Linked DNA regions of Mus musculus: region 2 is linked to region 1. The links are chromatin contacts, called in public promoter capture Hi-C maps. All regions are on one chromosome and are shown on one strand. Each heading gives the region's core, a stretch centred on a gene start, on an enhancer-like site or on the middle of the called end of the contact. The rest is flanking DNA. Distances are from core to core; before and after follow the strand shown.

Region 1 (5,350 bases), core at 1,225-3,724:
AAGAAGTAGAACTCTCAGCTCTACCTGCACCATGCCTGCCTGGATACTGCCATGCACCCACTTTGATGATGATGGACTGAACTTCTGAATCTGTAAGCCAGCCCCAATTAAATGTTGTTTTATTAATACTTGCCTTGGTCATGGTGTCTGTTCACAGCAGTAAAACCCTAACTAATACAGTCCTCTGCAAGAACAGAAAGCACTCTTATTTTAAACACAGATTTGTGTTGGTACTATTTTTTTGAGTTACTTTATTGGGGTCTTAGATCTACTTCCCTTCCAACCCTTATTCCACCCTGATCTCTTCCAACTCCCCAACGCTAGGTAGGAAGGAAAGAAAGAGAGGAAATGAGGCACAGACCTCTTTAGATTATTTCCTGCTGACTGGGGATGTTGAGTTACTTGAGGCAAGTCCAATCTTCATGGTCAGGATATCTCCAATTTCTTCTCATCTCTTTGCTCACGAACACTTGGCAAAACTCCAGGAGAAGCAGCATTCCCAGAGCGCCCCACCTCATCTCAGGACTCTGGTTCATACCCTTGGAAGCATCCCTAGACTTCTGAATGTAAACTATCTACAGCTGGCAAAAGCATGCCCCTGCCAGTGCACTTGGCAAATCATAATCACCTGCTGTGGAGTAGTCTCTTATCCCACACCTGGGGTTAAATAAAGACATTCACACAATTATAACTGGGTTTTCTAAGAAACCAAAATTCTCACTATAGAGTCTCTCTTTGTGGTCTTTCCTGGAACTCTCTGTGTAGACAGACTGGCCTTTGAGTCACAAAGAGCAACCTGTCTTTGCCTACTAAGTGCTGGGTGCTGTGATTAAAGGTGCGTGCCACTATACCCATCGTAAGTGAGGACTCAACAGCTGAGCCATCTCTCCAAACACAGAGACAACATAGTAGAACCGATTTAAGCTTATCCCGGCTTATAAATAAATGAGTGGAGGGTAACTCCTAATGTACTCTTCTAACTGCTGTCCTGGCTACCTCCCTTGGGTGTACCCCAGATATGGACTGTTTTTTCTGGCTGTGTGCTCATCCTTTGCCTCCCCCCATGGGGGCTTCCTCTCTCCCATTCCTCCTTCTACACTTGGTCTCTCTTTTCTCCTTACTCTTCCCACCCAGGTAACTCAAAATCCACCTACCTCGAATCCCTCCAGTAATTGGCTGTAGCCAATTTTATTTAACCAACAGTTTTAAATTAAGGAACAAGGTACAAAAGCTTGGAAAGACGGTAAGTCACTCGTAGGTTTAGGTTTTTGGATATGGAATTTTGCTTTATGTAACAGACCCAACCTCAACACTGATTGTGATTAAAATTTTCTACAACAGCACATTTTTTAAAAAAGATTTATTTATTATATGTAAGTACACTGTAGCTGTCTTCAGACACTCCAGAAGAGGGCATCAGATTTCATTATGGATGGTTGTGAGCCACCATGTGGTTGCTGGGATTTGAACTCGGGACCTTCAGAAGAGCAGTCGGCGCTCTTAACCACTGAGCCATCTCGCCAGCCCCAACAGCACATTCTTATTGTGTACCTTTTGTTTTGAGACAGGATCTACCTAGCCCTGACTGGCCAGGAAGACAATATGTAGAACTGACTGACCTCAGACTGAGAGCCACCTACCTCTGCCTCTCGAGCCGCTGGGATTAAAGGCTGTGTATTATTGCTCACAGACTTTCCTTTTGTAAGGTTTTACTTTCTGTTTTGCCTGCATGTATGTCTGGGCACCATGTGCATGCTTGGTGTCCACGGAGGTCAGGGGAGCGCGATGGAAACCCTGAAACGAGATGGTTGTAAGCCACCATGCGGTTATTGAGCTGGGCTTTGAACCAGGTCCAATGCAAAAGCGGCCTCTAGACCATCTTAACTGCTAGACCATCGCTCCTGTCAACTGGTTTGGTTTCTTCACAGGTCTCAGGTATCTCAGGCTGACCTTGAACTTCTGAATCTCCTGCCTTTACCCACCAAGCGCTGGTGCGCAGGTGTAAACGCTACGGTTTGTGTTTTGCTTCGGGGTTTTGTTGTTGCCTTGATTTTTGTTTCCTTTCGTTGTATTTCTGAGAAAGCCTCAAGTGACCCAGGCTGGCCTCGAGCCGGCGGCCAGCCTCGTCTCACCCTGGCGGGCAAGGGAGGCACATCTGGCTCCATCTGGTCCTCGATTCTTTTAACGCGAGACAAACAGCGTGACCGCATCAACCACGAGAGAGAACAGGTCACCCGCCACGTCGGCCGGAAGCCTGGGATTCACCCTGCGTTCATCCACTGGCCACGCAATCAGAAATCTCGCGGTGCTGCATGAGTGAGCCGTGGTTGACAGCTCGCACACGTCTGCGCACTCGGGATTGGACAGGGGATCCTGAGGGGCGGGGCACGAGAGCCCTGGCGCGGACCGCCTACTCCGACCCCACACCCCGCTCGGCGGCGAGACGAACTCTCGCGACGCTTGCGTCCGGCCTCGCGAGCTCTGGCGTGGCGCTCGCCGGCTGGCCCTCACGGGGAAGAGGTGGCGTTCCGTTGGTGACGTTAGGCTCCGGCGGCGCCGGCAGGGCGTTCTCCGGAGCTGTGCGGCCAGGTGAGAAGCTCGACGGGAGCGCGGGTAGCCGCGGCTGGGGTGGGCGGGCGGGCGGGTGGGCAGGGTGGGGCGGCCTCTCGTCGGCCGCGTCCCTGTCAGGCGGGCCGGGCCCCGCCCCGCCCGGCCGCCCGCCTGCCCTCAGCGCCCTCCTCCCTGTCCGCAGCTCGCCGCCGTCCCGCTGCTGCGCTCGCGATGGGCGCCCAGGACCGGCCGCAGTGTCACTTCGACATCGAGATCAACCGGGAACCGGGTGAGCGGGGCGGGCCCCTCTGTGGGCCCGGGTCGGGGTGGAAGTGGACGCGGCGGAGCCGGAGCCGGAGCCGGGCGGGGGCGGGGCGGGGCGGGCTCGGCCGGCCAGAGCTGCGGAGCCGCCGCGGTCACGAGCCGGCCAGCTGCCCTCCGCTGTCCCTCGGGAGCCTTCCCGAGAATGTACTGGCTCCGGGAGACGTGGCTGGAGAGGAGAGACTGAAGGGCTTGTGCGGGTTCTGTAGCCCCGGGATTGCTCCTAGGCTGCGGCCGCGATGTTTGGTTTTTTTTTTTTTTTTTTTGGAAGTCCAGTGTGCAGCCATTCATTAATCCCGAGGCGTCGACGTCTCTGTGTGCAGAGAGGTGGCTGCTGCACACATCGGTGCGCACACATGTAAAGGTCGCGTGTGTATCGAGCAGGAACATGTGTACGGATGCGCGGTTCTCAACCGACAGGGATCTTAACTGGAGGTGTGTGGTGTGCGCCACGTCTTAGGTCGCAGTGGACTCGCAGGAGAGCTGCTTGTCCTGGGCTCTGGAAGGGCAGCAGTGACTAAAGCAGGGCTGCTGCTTCTTTTATGTTGACGTCCTGGGGGAAAGAGGCAGGAAGTGAAGGGGTAAAAACCGCATTCCCTCCAGTAGTGCTGTTTTAGTCAGGCGGTGAGCGAGAAAGGCCATCTTGAGAAGATGACATTTGAGTAGGTGCGAAGCCGAACCTGTGGAGGGACGCCTTTGAGAACTGTGCTTGGTAGTGGCAGCCAACGGTTAGCTTGGGTTCTGAGACAGCGCTTGTGTTTCTTGAGGGAAAGCGAAGGTCCCGGTCTGGCTGGAGTAGAGGGAACAGAATAAGGAAAACTCAGGCTCTAGGATAAAAGGAAGACGGTGACGGTTCTGAACAAAGGATTGGAGCGATCTTAAACGTTCTGTTTTTCTCATCTAACATTTCGACCCTGACTGTAGCTGCAGTTTATTTAGCATTTACCAAACTTACTCTGGAGATTTTTCACGGATTTTTTTTTTTTTTTTGCAAAACTAATGTATTAACATACTCAGAAAGTAATAGGAATATAACTGGGAAGTATTTTCCTCGAATAACCAAGGACCTGACTTTGATCCCCAACACCACAGATGGATGTCAGTCTTGAAAAGAATGTACTTAACATGGCTATACATCTTCGTTTAATGTCTTTTTTTTTTCAGGCGTCTTCTATTTTTAACCTTTTAAATTTTGTTTTGTTTTTGTATTTCAAGACAGGGTTTTTCTGTGTAGACCAGGCTGTCGTAGAACTCAAAGAGAACCGAGTGCTGGGATAAAAGGTGTCCACCACTATTGCCCCACTTATTTTTAAGAATCAGCCAGAAGCAGTGGGAGAGTGCTTGTCTGGGAAGAGTGCTTGCCTGTTGTATTGTTGGCTCCAAGTTCAATTTCCAGCGTCACAAATAAAAGTATCTGATTTAGATTTACTTTGATAAGCAGAGGTGATGCAGAAATCAAGATGTACTGTTAAGGATTAAGTATGTACTTTCAGTTACCATGAGTACAAATACAAAACAGATTTTCTTTTGAATTATAAAACTGTTGGATGACTGCAAATGCAGATTTAAAAGGGGGACAACCTTTACATTGTATAACAGGTTTCCTGTATGAATCCAGTAAATTGTTCCTATTGGAAGTCATTCTGTTGTTATCCTGTAATATTTGGTGGTTATTAAGGTTCTTAACATAGGCTCTAATTTCTTTGATTAATACAGGATTATTCATTCACATGTATGTTATTTAATTGATTTATTATTGGTGGTTTGTGGCTTTTAAGAAGCTGATGTATTTATTTATCTAACTTGTCAGGTTTATGTGCTAGGATTGTTTTCCTAGTATGTAGTGATAGCTGATCTTTCACCCCTGATGGAAAATATGTTGTTTATCGCTCTAATGGTAGCATGAACTTGGGAGAGCAGGGCCTAAAAATAGAGTGGGCCAAGACTCCTGCATTTATTTATTTATTTATTTATTTCGAGACAGGGTTTCTCTGTGTAGCCCTGGCTGTCCTGGAACTCACTCTGTAGACCAGGCTGGCCTCGAACTCAGAAATCCACTTACCTCTGCCTCCCAAGTGCTGGGATTAAAGGCGTGCGCCACCACCCCCGGCTGTTGACTCCTGATTTATTCAACACATCAGACAATTTAAACTCCCAAGGATTAAGAAGAGTCACCTGCTTAAAGTCACAATGACAAGCAGAACATGGCAAAAACATTTTTTTCAGAGAGGCATATAGACAACAGCCAGTTGTAATGAATGAGCTAAAGTAAACTGTCCGACTGCCACAGCTGGGAGGGCCAGGAAAGCACATTCCAGGAACAAGTCCATGCTTTTGAAGAAACTGAGGTCACAGGACTCTTGTTTTCTTGGATTTTTCTCACAAGCATTCATAATTCCCTCTGTTCTTTCACTATTTGGACAATGTGTGCCTGTTGTCTTTTATTCCTCTTAATCTACCATTAATCTATCATTTTTTT
Region 2 (5,257 bases), core at 2,696-5,195, 160 kb after region 1:
TTTCCCTTTCCCTTTCCCTTTCCCTTTCCCTTTCCCTTTCCCTTTCCCTTTCTTTCTCTTTCTTTCTTTCTTTCTTTCTTTCTTTTCTTTTCTTTTCTTTCTTTCTTTCTTTCTTTCTTTCTTTCTTTCTTTCTTTCTTTCTAAGATTTATTTATTTATTTATTTTATGTGAGTACACTGTAGCTATCTTCAGTAATACCAGAAGAGGGCATCGGATCAGATCCCATTACAGATGGTTGTGAGCCACCATGTGGCTGCTGGGAATTGAACTCAGGACCTCTGGAAGAGCAGTCAGTGCTCTTAACCACTCTCTAGCCCCTTTGATCTGCTTTCGTATTAATAATTAGTCATTTTAGTTTAGGGTTCCTTTGGGCACCTAAATCCTTACAAATGCTGTAGCAAATCCGGGCTCTGTGAAGATGAAGTTCAAGAAAGAACCCAAATGGAAGTGTCTTTGGCTTTCTTTGACCATGAACCTCCCTGGAACTACCCTGGCAGGAGCAGAGGTACAACTGTGTCCCTCCCTCTGGCTGTTAGACTACTGAACAATGGCCCAAAGGATAAAAATTTCCTGGAAATCCTATGCAGGGGGCAGGGAATACTTGACATGCTGGTGCTAGCTCAAGGAGGAGCCTGTCTCCAGAGAGATTATTTCACACGGTCTGACAACTAGTCAGATCACCTTACAGAAGAGACTCGTGTAGACGTGCTGGGCAGGGGCATACCTTTACCAGGACTGCAGAGTTAGGATTATCTCTTGCCCAAGCCTCTGGTTGAGGAACTACCTCAGTCAGTAAGGAGCCCGAGTTTGGATCTCCAGCACCCATGCTCAAAGCTGGACCTGGCTGTAACCATCCACAATCACTGTCTTAGAGATGTCTCAGGGTATTCTGCAGCCAGGATAGGACACAAGAGGTCAAGACGACAGCTTCTGTGTTATTTGCCTGTAGCCACTCCCCCAAGTCCTCTGGGAGCTCCTTAGGTCTGCTAGACTCAAGTATGGTCCTGAGGTCACAAGGACCACTCAGTGATCAAGACAGAGGCTTTGTGGTTGGCATAATCCCGGAGCAGGGAAGTGGAGGCAGGAGGATCTTGCGCGCCCGACTCGCCAGCAAGAACGACGCCACAATAGGATCCTTCTGCACACGTTTATTGGGAGAGCATTGATTGCAGAGGCGAAAGACCCTGAGCCCAGAAATGGTGCTGCTTATATAGGCCTAGGAGTGACGTGTCCATACCTGATTGGTTATGCTACCAGTACCTGATTAATATGCGTCGGGCCAGGCAGTGACTGGACAAAAAAACTTTACTGCATATGTACACATTGGTTATTTGTCCAAACTTATGCGTGGTGGCCAGCAGTAGCCAGCGCTACTCTGCAACGGCACATGTGGCTTCCCACAGGAGGATCCTGGGCTTGCTGGCCAGCTAGTCTAGCAGAATCAGTGAGAGAACCAGAGAGTAAGGTAGAGAGCAACTGAGAAAGATAACTGATATCTAACTCTGGCTTCCACATATACACACAAACATACACAGAGAGAAACACCTACAGACACAGACACACACAAAGACACACAGACACAACACAGACCCAGACATATGCACACACACAAACACAGAAACACACACATCCACAGATACAACACAGAGATACATATTCACACAGACACACACAAAAACACAGAGAAACACATACAGACACAACACACACAGACACACAGGAACACATACAGACACAACACAGACACAGACATACAGACACATACATAGACATACAGACACACACAGAGACATACACAACACAGACACACAGAGACACACAAACACACAGCCACACAGAGAGACACAGACACAGGACAGACACAGACAGACACACACAGATACACAGACACATACACAGACACACACACACAGAAACACACACACGCATTCTAAACCTCATGTCATGACCCTGAATACAGACATGGGTGTCCTGCACCTCACTGTTCCTCATCTCAGTGTAGCCACAGACTGAATAAACTTTTCTCTGCTTTTCACTATTACTTGACTCTTTGATCGATTGCCATTATTGGGGCTGGGAGGCTGAACTAACTACCTTACTGGGACATCCAGAGCTAGGCTTTGATCCTAAAATTCTGGTAATGTCTTTGTAAGTCACGGCTCTAGAGGAGTTGACAAACTACAAACACATCAAATGGATAGGACAAGACAAGCCTAGATGTACGTCAGAGAGCACCGAGGCCCTGGAGCAGTTGCAGCCTGCAGAGAGAGAGGCAGTGCACTGTGAGGCACCGTGGTGCACTAGGCACAACCACTCAGAAGGTTCCTGGCACTGTGTGCAGATGCCAAAGGAGTCACCTTAGGTGCAGGAGGTGAAGTGAGATCCTGCAGGGTGGATCTTGACCATACAGAGAGCCCAGGAATGCCCACTCAGACTACCCAGTCGTTTGTTGGCAACTGCCTCGTCCACAGGTCTCCCCTCTTTCAGGCCTTTGCAAAGATGACTAGTGCGGCAGGCTTTAGCATCTTCCCCAAACTCCTCACGTGGTGACCTCTATAAAACTTTCTCTCACTTCCAAACTACCTCAGACGCAATCCTCCCTGCCACAGATTGCGTATTGGTTGGCTGTTTTGGGCCACAGAGTGAAAGGTCTCCGGTTTGGGGTTGAGGTGGGACACTAAGGCAGATTATCCTGTCTAGTAAGAGATTTATTAGTTTAGCACCACGAACGTGGTGGAAGCTCCAATGAGAGTTCAGACCCTCAAGGCAAAGTGTGGGTTTCTTTTAGGTCTCAGTGGAAGGGAGAGTTGCCCTGTAGTCAGGCTGTCCCTGACTCCCAGTAAGCAAGGAAGAGGGAATCTTGCACTGCCAAGAAGGAATGTGTAACATGAAGGATGTGGGGGCGTGAAGGGAGGCACTTTGAGTTAAGGTGTGCCCATTATGTGGGCATAGGCATGTGTCCCCCAAGATGTCCCAGCCTCTGGTAATGAGCCTGCAAACTTCCTTGGGGAAATGAAAATGGCCCTGGAACCCAAACGCTTGGTGAATGGATGCTATTAGGATGTTACAGATTCTTAGACGTGCTCCCAGTAGAGGGCGCTGGTCTCTTCCTTGCTAGTGGCTGATGGGCTGGAGAGATGGCTCAGCTGTTAGGCGCACTTGCTGTTCTTCCAGATGGTTTGACTTCAGCTCTTAACACCCAGGTCAAGTGGCTCACGACTCCCTGTGGCTTCCGCTGGGGCGAGGGCGGGGCGGGGGTGGGCGGAAGCTCGTTTCTGGCTTCCGTGGTTACCTGAGCACGTGAACACGTGTGCATAAGCACATGCATACATATAAAAATAAAAATCCTAAAGAAATTAAACAGGCTTCTGCAGGGGGCCTTGGTCTGAGCAGGAGTGTGATCCGGATTTAAACAGAGAACTCTTCGTCTTCAGGAACATTTGGTTTCATGACCTTGTTCCGGCTCAAATCTCTGGAATGTTTGAATCTGGGAGCCTGTCGAAATTGTAGGGATCCTAAAAGAATCTGGCTCAGTCGCCACAACTTTAAGAAACTGTGGTACACTGTATGTTGTGTCTATGTGTATTTGTATGTGGGTGTACACATGTGTCCACGGTGAACCTGGCATTCACCAGCTCGGCTAGAGGGCAGCAAACTCCAGGGATCTGCCTGTCTCTCTCCAGCAATAGAATTACAGATGGGTGCCACCCACTCATCTTTTTTTTTTTTTTTTTTTAATTTTAAAATTTAATTTTTATGCTTGCATGTATAACTGCACCATATCCCCTGGAACTAGAGTTACAGACAGTTGTGAGCCATTGTGTGCATGCTGGGAGTCTCGGATCTTGGAAGGGCAGCCAATGCTCTTAACGGCTAAAGCAGCCCTCAGGCCCCCAACACCCAGCTCTTTGTATGAACTCAGGTCCTCACGCTTGTTCAGAAAGCACTTTACCCACTGAGACATCTCCCAGCCCTTTGTATGTTTACTAGTGTTCTAAATTCAAGATACACCAGTAGTTCTGGGAAACAGATTTTCCAGGAAGTCATGGGTGATGTCTGTTGACGGGATATGAAATTCAGCTTTAGTGCTGACAAACTGTGGGGTCATATTCCAAATGAAGGAATGACGAGGAGGTGTAATCCTGCTTCCAAGTCCCCAGACCTTTTGCATGCCAGCTGTGGATCCAGATTCCCTCTGTCACCTCCAACTTGTTTCCCTTGCCCTGTGTCACTGGAAACCTGGTCCATCATCCGACAGACAGTGAACACAGTGTGGGACTCATGTTTATCAGCAAGGTCCCAGACACTTCCTGAGGCTTCAGTGTATCCAATGGGCCACTGTGGACTCAGAGTACCACAGAAAAACAAGACACAATTCTCCCTTCCAGGAGCCCCCGTCTGGAAAGGGCAGTGTCCCTTAGTCATGATGGATTTCTGAATGAGCTGCACGGGCAGGAAGTGAGTCCCGTTTTTCCGTTTGTGCAGCCTGTCAGCCGTTTGTAAACACTGACCCCACCCTTCGTGGCACAGCCTTGCTGTCCTAACCAACATTCAGCCATGAGATCAACCACAGACCCTGAGCAATCTCCAAGCAGTTAGCCATGAATAAGAGAGGCTGTGGCTGTGCACTGAAGGCAGCCTCCTGATGCTCACATAACCTCTTGTGGGTAAACAACCTGGAGGTTGCACTTGGGATGTTCCCACAGGCCTTATCCCATCCTTGTGACTTGACTTCTTTTTTCTTTTTCTTTTTTCGGTTTTATTTTATTTTTATTAGGTATTTTCTTCATTTACATTTCAAATGCTATCCCAAAAGTCCCCCATTACCCCCCCCCCCACTCCCCTACCCATCCACTCCCACTTCTTGGCCCTGGCGTTCCCCTGTACTGAGGCATATAAAGTTTGCAAGACCAAGGGGCCTCTCTTCCCAATGATGGCCGACTAGGCCATCTTCTGCTACATATGCAGCTAGAGACACAAGCTCTGGGGGTACTGGTTAGTCTATATTGTTGTTCCACCTATAGGGTTGCAGACTTCTTCAGCTCCTTGGGATTTTCTGGAGTCCACCTTCTTGAGTTCTTTATATATATTGGGTATTAGTCCCTCCTCCATTGGGGGCCCTGTGTTCCATCCAATAGCTCACTGTGAGCATCCACTTCTGTGTTTGTCAGGCACCGGCATAGCCTCACAAGAGACAGCTATATCAGGGTCCTTTCAGCAAAATCTTACTGTCGTATGCAGTGGTGTCAGCATTTG

The links. Promoter capture Hi-C pulls out the DNA fragments that hold promoters and counts their contacts.
Region 2: a contact with region 1 is called in a promoter capture Hi-C map of hippocampal neurons, with 3 times the contacts expected there. The contact joins the enhancer-like site here to the promoter of Nktr in region 1. A contact is called at or near these places in 7 of 39 promoter capture datasets (3T3-L1-derived adipocytes, embryonic stem cells, fetal liver and 4 more), 3 of 484 Hi-C or Micro-C datasets (the N1E-115 cell line, natural killer cells and neutrophils), 1 of 115 datasets of contacts at active chromatin or transcription factors (extraembryonic endoderm stem cells) and 3 of 9 other capture datasets (adipose tissue, liver and pancreatic islet).

The regions. Positions count from the first base shown.
Region 1 is chr9:121,716,707-121,722,056 of GRCm38.p6, forward strand. Nktr (natural killer tumor recognition sequence) reads left to right here and starts at 2,475. Exons shown (of 17, transcript NM_010918.2): 1 at 2,475-2,589; 2 at 2,753-2,839. The coding sequence starts at 2,782.
Region 2 is chr9:121,877,841-121,883,097 of GRCm38.p6, forward strand. No RefSeq gene overlaps it. Among named protein-coding and RNA genes, the nearest start is that of Ackr2, 18 kb to the right of the region's middle. Within about 2 kb of position 3,946, at least 96 of the 459 cell types and tissues checked have an H3K27ac peak or open chromatin away from gene starts, as enhancers often do. A contact at or near this core is called in the N1E-115 cell line, adipose tissue, hippocampal neurons and 1 more, where this site is marked.